Linked DNA regions of Gasterosteus aculeatus: region 2 is linked to region 1. The links are chromatin contacts, called in public Hi-C maps. All regions are on one chromosome and are shown on one strand. Each heading gives the region's core, a stretch centred on a gene start, on an enhancer-like site or on the middle of the called end of the contact. The rest is flanking DNA. Distances are from core to core; before and after follow the strand shown.

Region 1 (6,478 bases), core at 736-3,235:
ATAAAACCACAGCAAACTGGTTTCTGTTCACTGGTTTTCTGGATCTTCTGTTCAGATCACTGAGCTGCTGTGTAAACTAATCCTGGGGTGGGGGGGGTCTCGCGCTTTGTGTTGTTAAATAAAAAGAGAGTGAGGCTTTTACTTTGTGCACCACTGATATGAATGTAAACACAGCTCAAAACACATTCTGCAACTAATTCAACAATATCCGACGGGTCCACAGGAAGATGTGATGGAAAAGAGTTTCTGGAAAGCATAAAAAACTTTCATATTCAATTTCATATTTCAATAAACTCACGTGTGCAAAACTACTCCTCTTGGATAAAACCGAAGGACACTTGGAACGCTCTTATATGGAAAAATCAGAGCAGATAAAATCAGCTGAGGTTTTATTTTCCTTATGAATTTTGCTTCTGTTTGGAAACTTAAAAAACCCTCAGTTGTTCCAATTTTCAGCTTTGGTCTTATACTAATGCTAAAGCTAAGTAGCTGATGTCATAATGGTGGACAAAAGCAACTCCAGTTGCACAAGAAAATGTAATCAATTACTTTCCACGCGAGGGTTTGACAGCTGTAGTTACTTTGCAGGTAGATCAATCAATTAGGAAGTTACGCACGTATTTGGTAGACCTTCAGAGGGCCCCCGACCCCCATGTTGGGAACCTCTGTTCGTTTATCTTCGTTCTTGTCGCGGCTGAACCACCAGCTCAGGGAAGCCGGTCTGCACGTCCGTCTCTCTGGTGAACAGCAGGTGTGACGCCTCGCCGACCACCACCTCGGCCGTGGTGAACACCTCCAGGTCGCCCAGCGCGTGACCCCCGACCGTGCGCCCCTCCCCGTCCGCCAGGCAGACGTGGAGGTGAGCGTCCCGGTTCAGAGTGCCGACCAGGGAGACGATCTCGAAACATCCGCTGAGGTGGAGCACCTGAGTGGAAGACATTAAATACACATATATGTTTATGAACCATATCTTACTTTTCTTCTCTTCTTTGTTCAAATGTTCAATGATTTACAGTAAGACAAAGAAAAATGTAAAATAAATTGTGTGTATAAATAGTTCAACACATATAACTTTCTCGGTACCTCGTTGGTGTTGGTTGCCGTGGCGTTGGCCAGCCGGAGCGTTGCCTTGGTAACGCTGCCCACGCAGGTGATGATGAAGGGCGCTCGGAGTTGCCGCTCGTCCACGAAGGCCTGCAGAGACCCCAACAGCTCCTGACCCGGACCGACCCGGATCACGTGGACCTGCAGGGCCGAGCCGCCTGCTGCTGCACTCTGGGAGAAGAAATACTTGTTTGTTTCTGCACTTTAGTTTATATATATAAATATATGTATATGGAGTCATATGTAGTGTATTTTATTATTTACCACTAATATCAATTTTATAGAATATGATGCATCGCTGCAGATTTACAACACAATATAAAAGAGTTATTCTACAAGTTAGCAGAAACGTAAAAACAACAGTAAAACATCAGTACTTTTACTTTAAGTACATGAAGGTCAAACATAACAGGATCACTATTAAACCTCTGACTTTACATTTATTAAGTTGAAGATTCAACGTGTAAAATCCAGTTTTACACACAAATCTGGTTGAAACTGTTATAAATTGACAAAAAGAAAAAGGATTGAACTTAAAAACTAAGAATGGAGGTGATAAAAGAGTCTTTATTCGTTTATAAAGATGTATTTCAGAAATGGCCTCTAGTGGTAAATGAACAAAGGGGCTCAAATGCTCACAAACCCCTGAGAGCTCTTTACTTTTGTTTCAGCTTCTTCGCCTCTCAAAGCGCGAAGCTCCTCATTTAGTCTTTTTGAAATGAATTTGCCCTGAAATGTCACAAAGTGAAACTCACCATTCTGCTCGAGTCGGAGGCTCCTGAGGGACTAAAGTCTGAGCCCGACCCCCCAGTTAAACATTTACACACATGCGGCGATAAGACGGCCGGGGGGGGAGTTGAGCATGCGCAGGAGGAGGTGTCATGTTTCTGGTCTTTTACTGCCACCGGCTGGTTCTTCTATCCTTTTATATCTGAGAAGCAGCGTGTTACTAAATAAATAAATAACATTATGTTCCATGAAGAACGTCTCTGGTTCTGCCTCTAGATGGCGCTGCGCTTTAACAAACGGATCCTCTTAAAGAGAGACACCTGTAGGCTTCAGTTCCCACTGGGACAAAAACACTTTTATGTTTAATGCTCCTTCTGACTGAATCATTCACCTGCAGCTTATGGTCTTCGATATGATGTGATCTCCTATTTTCAGACCAATTGTTCATGTTTTAAGGGACATTAATGAACATTTAACAGGTGTAAATCCCATCTTGTTGTGTGTTGTCTGTTTGTTAATCTGTTGCCACGTTAACATGCAGCTTTAATTGGTTTACGTGTATAAGATCAGAGTCACTCATCACGTTGGTGATGATGAAGACGACCAATGAAATGAGCTTTAACAGCTTGTTGTCATCATTCGTGATCGACTGAGATTTACCTTCAGCCCCCAAACACGAGCAGCCCGAAGCTCAGGAGCCGTCCCAGAGAGGGGTCGCTGGTGAGAGGTCAGAGGTCACCTCAGGACTGAAGAGATTTCCAGCGTTGTGTATTTTCCTCTCAACCTGCTGGTGCATTTAGTCGGTATTTACCCCCCCCCCCCCCCTCCCCTCTGTGGTGAGGAGCGGGGTTTAAATGAGAAGGTGTGTCGGGGCTCCTGGGAGCCAAACGAGTCGTGCCCCCCCCCCCCCCCCCCCCTGCGGAGGCCCGGTGATCAGGTGACGGCATCCATGACAACGGGCTGAAGCTCTCAGCAACAGGAACCTCCATGTTCTTCTTCTGCTGTCTTTCAATGAGTAGAATGCACGACATGGACACACACAGTGTCACAGCTGGTCATAAGCTCATCAGTAGGCCTAGTTTAGCATTGAGCAGAACGAGCTTATGTTTGTACGTCCACAAGCTCACAAATGCCTCACTGAAAAAAGATGGAGGCTGTGTGTATTTTTGTGTTGAAGTATTTACACTTTCACATCCTCTCTGCTCTGTTTACCACTGGTGATGTGTTCAAGAGCCGTTGGAAGGAGGAGCGTCTCCACAGGCTGATCTTTTCCGTCTTCTTGCCCTTGACCTCTCCACTCTCACCTCCAGGACCCAGTGACATCACTGGTGGGTGTGGTCAAAGTCGCAAAGGAAACACATCCAGTTCAGAAAACCACTGACCGGACCATTTTAAATGTGGGAGGGTCTCCTGCCTCAGTCTGTCAGGACGCTGTGACGGACGTGTGATGGTGGGACTGGTTTACCACATCTGTACTGGTTTACTACAGCTGTACTGGTTTACTGGTTTGTGTGTACTGGTGCGACATGAACTGGTCTCAAAGAACTTTGAAACAGAAATAAAAGTAAACATCACAGCTGATGTTTTTCACTTTATTTAATGAGATTTGTAGATTTTAAATTGTGTTGCTATTTATTTAACTGCTGTCATTAATCCACATTCTCACAATCGACCTGCTCAACAACACAATTTCCCACAAATTTTAGAAAAATTCTGAAGTGTTGTCTACGCACAAACTACAACATTTTTATTTAATTCAAATAAAGTGTTTATATTTCCCTAATTATTCCAATTTACTAATCGAGCATTTTAATAACTGCTGTTAAGCTCAGAATTAAGAAACAAACTGTTCACAAACAAACGATGGCGCTTTAGAAAATACACATTGCAGTGTTTAAACAGGATTTGGGTGTTTAGTATATTTGGCATAAATATATGTGTGTGTGTGTGTGTGAAGTAATTAAAACTAGAAATACACCCCAAACTGTGGCTCTGTCTTTGGCTGAAGGGGGGGGGTGGAATGGTCTGTGTGTATGTGTGTGTGTGTGTGTGTGTGTGTGTGTGTGTGTGTGTTGGGGAGGGGGGCATAATTTGTGTGGGGGGGGCAACAATAGCAGACTGTCAGTGCCAACGCCGCCAACCATGACAGATGCATGTGGACACGCCAAACAAAAGCACGGCTGGCCGAGCGTGTGCGTGTCTGTGTGTGCGTGTGTGTGTGTGTGTGTGTGTGTGTGTGGGGGGGGTTAGAGGTGGGAGAGGGGGGCAGCTTGTGTATAAGAAGTGAGTGGAGCCGCTCAGCATCAGCACCAGCAGCTCCCAGTCGCCTGTTATCTGCATAATGAGAGGACGATCTGTGACCTTTGTAGCTCAGAAATAATGTGCCGTAATTAGAAGGTACCTAACGAGGAGATTTGATTGGATGTCCTTGTAATCATGAACCAGGAAGTATGAAGGATTACTTCTACTACCACGACTAATACCTTTTATAATACCATTTCTACCTGCCGTGTCTACATGGCACTAAACGGTTTCAGGGTCATAACATTATAACCTTTGCATAATAAAAACTATAACAATATATTTTTTGTGTCTTGTTTTGTGCAGCGAGCTCGGCCAGCTGTTTTCCCAATGCTAAACTAAGCTAATCGCCGACTGGTTGCACTTCAGCTCAGCAGCAACAGATAACATAGTTAACAAACTACTACTAACCGCATCCCCTCAATGCAGTACTGCTATAAAATATATAACTTGTACTTATACCAGTATTACTTTTTCTGTATGCAAAGTGTTACTAGGATTAATTTTTACATGATGCAGATTCTAAAATAAAGATTCTGAACACACATGAAGCCTTAAAGGTCTTCGCTTCTCCTCCAAAGCCATCACACTCACACACACACACACACACACACACACACACACACACACACACACACACACACACACACACACACACACACACACACACACACACACACACAGAGCTTAATTAGGTTGGACTTTATTCAACAAGCTCATTAGAGTCTTTGGCCAGAATTCTTCCCTCCTGCTGCTTCTCGTTAATTCAACTCGTTCTGGCACGACTCGTCCTCACTCGTTAACTTTTTATTACGCTGGTGTGTAATTATAAATGATCTAATTAAAAGACACAACTCGTCCGTTCCAAGGTTGCGTTGTCAAACGTTTGATATTCAACAATATTAAATGTGAAGCAGAAGACGTTGGCTTGGGGTCAGTTTATTTAATTCAATCTGTTCTCTTCTTCTCTCTTGATTTATTCCCTCAGTAAACATTGTAAACATGAGTTTATGGTCTCAATCTCTAGTTTCAAGTCTTCTTCAGTACAGCATGATGTTCATTTAGTGAATTATGGTCGATGTAGAGTCAAACAGGCCATGAAGCAGGGGACGCTTTAGGGCGGGGCTACACATCTACCAGAGATGGTGACGGCGTCCCCACGTCCTTATATGGCCACTTCCTGATTGGTTACAAAAACACAGGTCAGCAACGATCAAAAAATAAGACTACACATAACTACGTCCACTTGAAACGCTGACAAACGCATCGCACACCAGATCCACTGCGTCTTCTTGTGTGTGTTTGTGTGTGTTTTGTATCCACTCAGCAGCATGTCGGAATGACATGTATGAACATGAGCTGCAGGCAGCTGGTGTGTCGTGGAGCCTCGCGGGAGACGTGTGTTTGTGTGTCTGTGTGATTGTGTGTGTTCTGTGGTGTGATGTCATGACAACTCCAGCGTGCAGAAGTGTGAGTGTGGATTTCTGCACCTTCTTTTGGAAAATCCGTAAACAAATAAAAAAAAAAAAATTATGACTTTTTGTGGGGAAATTAACACATTTTGCGGAAAGTAGAAAAAGATGTTTAGGAAAGTTGAAGACATCTTTTAAAAGCAGGACGTTTTTAATAAGTGGGCATTTTTAGTTCTGTGAAATCTTATGTTTGAACCCCCCCTTGGCACCCCTTCGTATTTTGGGAATTGGGAGAAAGTGAGGACAATCTTAAATAAATGAGAGTAATATTTGTGGGGTATTTGGTGGAGGGGGACATCCTGGCGTCCTTTGATGACCCTGCAGCTGTGAGACTCTGGGAACAGTTTCACTTCCTCTCGGAGTCTCTCAGGTGAGGCCTCTCCGACCAAAGAGGAGCCGTGACCTTTTGTTATCGCGGATTCATCCTCCGCGTCTGAAATCAATGGGCCCTCTCACATCCTCTCCCGGATCAATCTCCCCCCCCCCCGCCCCCCGCCCCTCCATCCCTAACCCATCCCCTCAGCAGGAGTGCCGGGGCTTTTAGGGTGAAATTACACTGCAGTGCTTCTGCTGGTGGTTGTAGAAGTACTGTGTTGACTTCAGGGCTTTCTCATGACAACAAAATTGCTCTTCATATGGATGCCACTTTTAGCCCCCCCCACCTCCCGCCCGGAGGCAAAGACGTCGGCCATTAGAGCCCGCAGTCGGGCGCGGCACGAGATGAGCGAGATTGGCGAAGCGATAATAGAGATGCTGTGAGCCTATTAGGGCCCAGTGTGGTTCAACCGCCTCCACTGCAGGTGAGAGGGTGTGTGTGTGTGTGGGGGGGGGGCTCCACCGAGATGATGTCATGCTTTTTGTTTTTTGTAAAC
Region 2 (5,884 bases), core at 51-2,550, 34 kb after region 1:
ATATGCAGATATAAAGCAGACTCACCAGAGACAAAGTACCTCGAGGAACGACAGGCCCGTGTTCGAGGCCCCGACCACCACGATCCTGGCGTTGACGGTGACCTTGGGCTCCAAGGTCAACTTCCTGCTGATGAGGCTGAGAGCAAACGGAGCCTGAGAGCATTGCAAAGAGGAGCCCGTCAGATGTACGATGAAACACACACACACACACATTGATGACCCGACAGCTTCACATGTCTCAAATGAAGGGCAGTAGATCAGGACCCAAAAAGGTTTTCATCTCCAGTTGTGTTTTGTGTCTAAAATGACTCTCTTGTTTGTGTTTCAATCCCATTTCTGCTCTTTATTTAGATGTTTAGAACATGCAGCTTCAGAAGGAAACTCAGGGATGGAACTTGTGACCCGACGCTCCTCAAAAGACTCCCACAGGATCCGGCTCCGCCTTCTAATTGCTGCATTCCTCCACCACTGAGTGGTCCTCACGCTAATGGCTCCTTCATCGTCTGTGATTGGGCAGATTGGCCCCACAAAGCACCTTGTTGGATGAAAACAGCATCGAGGAAAAGGGAGGGGGGGTGAAATTAACCTTTGTGTCATATTCCAATCATTTAGACATCTGTCGCACAGCGAGATGTCGCCAAGTTTGATTAGCAGGAGAAAAAAAGGGCCTGTATTAACAAATGTACATGTGAACGGCTCAGATTGATGAGTAACATTTTAAATAGTTGATAGTAGTAAATAGTTAAATAGTTCAAGTCATGTGACGTCTGCTCACTAAACCTAAATACTGCGTCTTCCTTTTGGCCATTAGGGACCCTGAAGGCAACGCTGACGAGCTGTGAGAGAGCAACTAGTGGCTTAAGGACGACGTGGAAATCTGCATTTGTTTTTTCCATGATTTGGAATTTGGTTCAACTGTCTTCCAGGTCTGTAGGAAACATCCACTCACAGAACCTACTAAGCTGCTCTTCTTTTGACGAGATGAAGGGACAAGGTAAACGTGCAGCAGCTCAGTTTAGGAGCAGCTGGACTGAAGATATGATGATATGATGATCATCATCTGCTACCTACGTCCATTGAAACAAAATAACCCTCCTGCAGCCGTGGGTCATGCACACGCTGCATTTGGACATTTATTGAGAATTCATATTCATTTATATGTAAACAAAACTCTGTATTTGCCATTTGCCTACATGCATTCGTCTGAATAGCGCAGGCGATAACCAGATGAACAGATCTGCATGTGGGGAGCAGGTGCAGCGCTGCGTAACGTGATCCCGTGTGGACGGAGAGGGAACAGGTGCTTTAGATCCCATCAATCGTCCCCGCGGCCCGGAGTCCTTATCTGAACGGAGATCATGACAGCTGTGTTACCGCCGTGAGTTTCATCTTATTCATCTCATCTGTAGAACTCAGAAGATTATATTTTTAAGAATTAAGTGTTTTCTCTGCTGTTTTTAGCGGAAGGTTTCTTCTTTTCCCACTTAAAGCTAATCGCTTTGTTCCGACCAACTCAACTCAAAGTCAAATTTTAGCTGAGAAAAGTCTTCACAGATATCAAATATATGTGAAGAACAAAAAATGTGTAGAAACTGTAAATAAATAGTAGTCAAATCAAAAGTAGCAAAGATAATATCTGTTGGTTTGGATGTCTGGATGTCTATTGTCTCTGTTAATGTGGAGAAGAGGCAGTTTTGAAGGAAGCTGCAGTTTCTAAGAGTGGATCACTGCGTTAAAACCCCCTCTAGTGGCCACACTGGCACCCTGCGGCCTCAGGCCCCTCCACGCTCCCTGCCCGGCGGCCCCCTGGGGCCCAGCTGCTGCCGTGCCCACCTGGTGCTCGGTGATCCGCCTGGAGGGGGCGTTGATGCCGAGCTCCTCCAGCGGGTAGAGGATCTGGCGTCGCGGGCGGACGGGGACCGCGTAGTCCAGCACCACATCCAGGTGGTGGATGCAGGAATTCTGAGTGCGCTGGGGAGAAAAGGGGGCGCGGTTAGGCTCCCTCGACGGCGTCAGTGTGGAGGGGGGGGGACTGGAAGGGGCCAAGTGATAATGAGCTCAGGTGAACAGGCTACATGACGCAAGCTTCACACCACCAACATGAGCTGAGCAGAAAACAACCTCCAGTCCTCCAAGTGTCTCGGCCGCGCGTCAGTCCGCACGCCATCATGTGCAGACCTGGGCTGGTTGGTGGGAAGCTAATTAGCAGAAGGAAGTGGGGGCTTCTGTCTTGTAATGTGTGTGGAGAGGTGGAGCTGGCGGCGCCGTCGGCACCTGCTGCCCCCCGACCCGGGGGGACGGCAGCATGCCGAGGGGCCGCAGTCTGCAAGCAGCGACCCTCCTTGTTCCACATGTTCCATGTTACATCAATAAATGAACGTCACACCAACAGATCACAAAGTGTTTCAAGCTCCAGAGGCTGGAGGGGCCGAGGGCCCGGTGTGAGAAACCCACCTCCTGGCCCTGGATGGAGGGGTACATTCTGTGGAACAGGCAGGACCTGCCAGCCAGCCGGAGCACCTCCTTGAACAAGTGTCTTCCCAAGTGCTGGAAGGAGCTCTTGAGGACCAAGTGGCGTATCTGAGCGAGCTCCTCGCGACGGTGATGGCTGAAGTAGATGAAGTTTTCGATGTTGTAGTGGGCGCAGATGTACTCGGCATCCTGACAATGACAAGAGGACCAACATTTGTATTTGATACTTTGCTTTAGTTCAATACAGACGTAACGATCAGAAACGGATTATAATTATATCAGAATATCTCGATTGTATCACACCAAATATTTAGCTGTGATTGAAGCAGTTATAGAAAAGTACGAGGAATCGACAGCAGACTTTTCTGTTTTTCAACCCTTGTTGAATAAAAAGTACCTTTATTTTGTATTTTCTATTCTATTCAAGGTCTGAAAGTCTACAGAGGTTCCTCTGGGGACAACGACCTGCATGGTGCACCTACCTGTTCGTCTCTGAGGATCAGTGTCCCCACCAGCTGACCGCCATGCTGGGCCACGAAGGCCTGCAGCGCCGCGCCGCCCTGTGTGACGACAAAGCCCAGCATGCACTTTGTCATGAATACTCATGATGTCATTATGGGGGGGTGGGGCAGCGGCGGTGACAGCTGGAGTGTCACTCGGAGAGGAGAATGGCTGTTGGCTTATTCTGAGACGATCACGCTCGAGGTCCGAAAAAAAAATGAGGTCATTTGAAAAAGTTAAAGGTTAGAATTTCAACCCTGATGTCGTCGCCTTTTACATGTTTTGGGTTTCCAAACGGGTTTAACCGGACAGCTGGTTTAATATTGATAAGAACATTTGATTTGCATATTTGTTGTGTGAAGTAAAAAAACATTATACAAACATTATAAAAAAGCGAATAAATAGATACAGATTTGGTTGTTTTATTAATGCCAACCAATAGTTAAAGGCCTGAGTGGGTCTGATTCTTTAGAATACTTAGCTTAGCTTAGCTTAGCTCTTTAGTAGCTGGACATTTTCAAGTGGATCAAACTGAATGTGTAAAAGTAGAGGGAACAAAAATAGTTTTAGGAAATGATATGTAATAATGTTTCTATGTTTGGTATTCATTAATAAATGGTGTTTGATGGTTGAGCTGAACAGTTGGGGGGCTGAAGATGAACCTCACCGGGTCTCTGCGGCTCTCGTAGAAGCGGTCCAGGTCCTGCAGCAGGGCCTCGCTGAGCCTCAGATCCTTCACCAGATCACACAGAGCCGGTCGGTCTGCAGCCACGGCCGGTCTCACCTCCACGCCGCTGAAAGAGCAACCACAGCGGGGGCCCCAACCGGGACCCCCAACCGAGTGCATCGTCAGCCTCAGATGTTTCTACTGCGTTGGGTATCTGGTCCAAATCTAATGCGTGATCACCACCACGACCATAAAATCTCCATCTGTGTTTGACTTTAATCCCACTACAGGAACTACACTCGGAGTTGTAGACTTCGTCTTGTGCGGTGAACCCACCTGTGCCCGGCGCGGGGGAGGACGTAGAGTTCCTGGGGGGGCCAGCTGGAGGCGCGAGATGTCCGTCTGAGGAAGCTCTGCAGCAGCAGCGGGAGTTTGGGGCACGCCATCGGTACGGAGACGATGCAGAAGTCCAGGTCCTGAGGATCGGACAGCGGGACAACGCAAGCAGACACGCATGAAGGATCTTAAACTTCATGAACATGAAAACCTTTAGACCTTGTTTACACTTACAATGATTTACTGTTGTCTGTTTGTGGAGCTCATTAAACACAAAGACGATACTCACTGGGTAAAGGTTGAATATATATGAAATGAAGTCCGCTGATCTGGAAGAAGAAGAGAGTGTTAAGTGACGCCAGACTTCAGAATCAAGGCCAGGCCCACCGGTTGACCCCCCCCCTCACGCCCCTCACACCCCTCAGCCTTCGGCTCTGACACGCTGTCACTTTAAGCGCGACTCTCATTAATAATGTGCTCACTCTCGGCAGGAAGCAACTCGCCTCCATATTTAGTAACAGCTGGGAGGTGAGAGGAGCTCAGCGGGAGCCAACCAGTACCCCCCCCCCCTCCGCCCCCCACTCTAATGCAGCACATGACTGATGGACGCCTGGACCGATGCCACCAGCAGCCCCCCTTCTTCACCACATGTAGATATGCATCTATGTGTGTGTAGTATTTCTGCAAATCAAATGAATGGCATTCTGTAAAAGCATTTTTATACCTTCACCTTTTTTAATGTGAAAGTACTTTCACTGCGTACCGTCCTCAGGATTCACGCCATCTCCCACGTTAAGAAGACTTGGTTCCAAGTGGATTTTAGTTTAAATTGTTTGCCTTCATATGTATACAGTATACATAGATATATATTTACATTACTGCAGTGACGGAAGTATTTTCGCTAGCAAATTAAATTATTGTTATTAAATTCTAAGACCAAAAACAACAACCTGGTAGTTCCTCTCAGACTTGTTGAGAAATCTAAAAACACACACCTTCATCCTTTCCTTGAGAAAAGACCGAATAAATCAATACATCACTCTGACTTCACCTGGTGACATAATTCTTGTCAATAATGAAGTCCTGAATGCAGACGGCGTTGAGAGTCTTTGCGGAGCGTTCAGCCGACTGTGTTTCCTCCTGAAGGGACGGAGGAGAAGATCTCGTCTTTACCACAAGTCACTGACGTTGTATCATGTCATGAAGAAACGCTGAGTGACTCCACGGAGACGCACCGGCCGGGCGTCGCGCCGAGCGCCGACTTCCTCACGTCTGTAGAAACCACCGAAGTCATCACACTCAAAGTCTGCGTTCAGACGAGTCATATCGACCTGAGCGGAGATCCTCATGAGGCCGACGACGAGTCCGCCGCTCTGTGGAGAGCGCGCACACACACACACACACACACCTTCACTCGGACTGCGGACTGATAAACAACAGAAGGCCTCACACCTCTGAGGAGTCAAGAAACACTTTCACAAGTCACAATATTGACAGTAAACTATGAAATGTTCACGTTCACAGTGAAATTGACGGAACAATGTTTAATCAGGTTAAATGATCTTCTTTAGCTTAACTCCATGTGCTTATAAATATCATGACATGTAATCAAAGCTTTTATATGGGGAGGGGGGGGGGGGGGCATGGATGTGACCATTGCTTTGGATAAGACATATTGACACAGCCCCCCTCCGGAGAGCTGAACAGATTCACACAAAAAGCACCAAAATGCTTCAGATGTCTGGACACAATATGTTCAGTGAGAGCATGTCTTGGCCGGGTATCAGCTCGTATCTGCCATATGCTGCCACGAACACATGTCGCCGACTGGCGGGGAGGGGAGAGAAGATCTGTCCCCTCCCCGGTCCCCAGAGAGGGAGGGGGAGGGGGTTCTGACATTCAGCCAAA

What was found. Hi-C and Micro-C count contacts between places; a contact is called where the count stands out from the background.
Region 2: a Hi-C map of liver shows a contact between it and region 1, with 2.6 times the contacts expected there. The contact joins the enhancer-like site here to the promoter of LOC120808298 in region 1. A contact is called at or near these places in 5 of 6 Hi-C or Micro-C datasets (liver, skeletal muscle, tail fin and 1 more).

The regions. Positions count from the first base shown.
Region 1 is chr18:13,286,889-13,293,366 of fGasAcu3.hap1.1, forward strand. LOC120808298 (bifunctional protein GlmU) reads right to left here and starts at 1,986. Exons shown (of 3, transcript XM_040161139.2): 1 at 1,860-1,986; 2 at 1,084-1,275; 3 at 1-925. The coding sequence starts at 1,862. The coding sequence ends at 674.
Region 2 is chr18:13,321,456-13,327,339 of fGasAcu3.hap1.1, forward strand. It overlaps cfap61 (cilia and flagella associated protein 61), which reads right to left. Exons shown (of 25, transcript XM_078093428.1): 8 at 5,212-5,349; 9 at 5,028-5,116; 10 at 4,266-4,305; 11 at 3,977-4,116; 12 at 3,641-3,767; 13 at 2,955-3,032; 14 at 2,455-2,661; 15 at 1,834-1,971; 16 at 26-153. Among protein-coding and RNA genes, the nearest start is that of cfap61, 5.5 kb to the right of the region's middle. Within about 2 kb of position 1,301, at least 1 of the 9 cell types and tissues checked has open chromatin away from gene starts, as enhancers often do.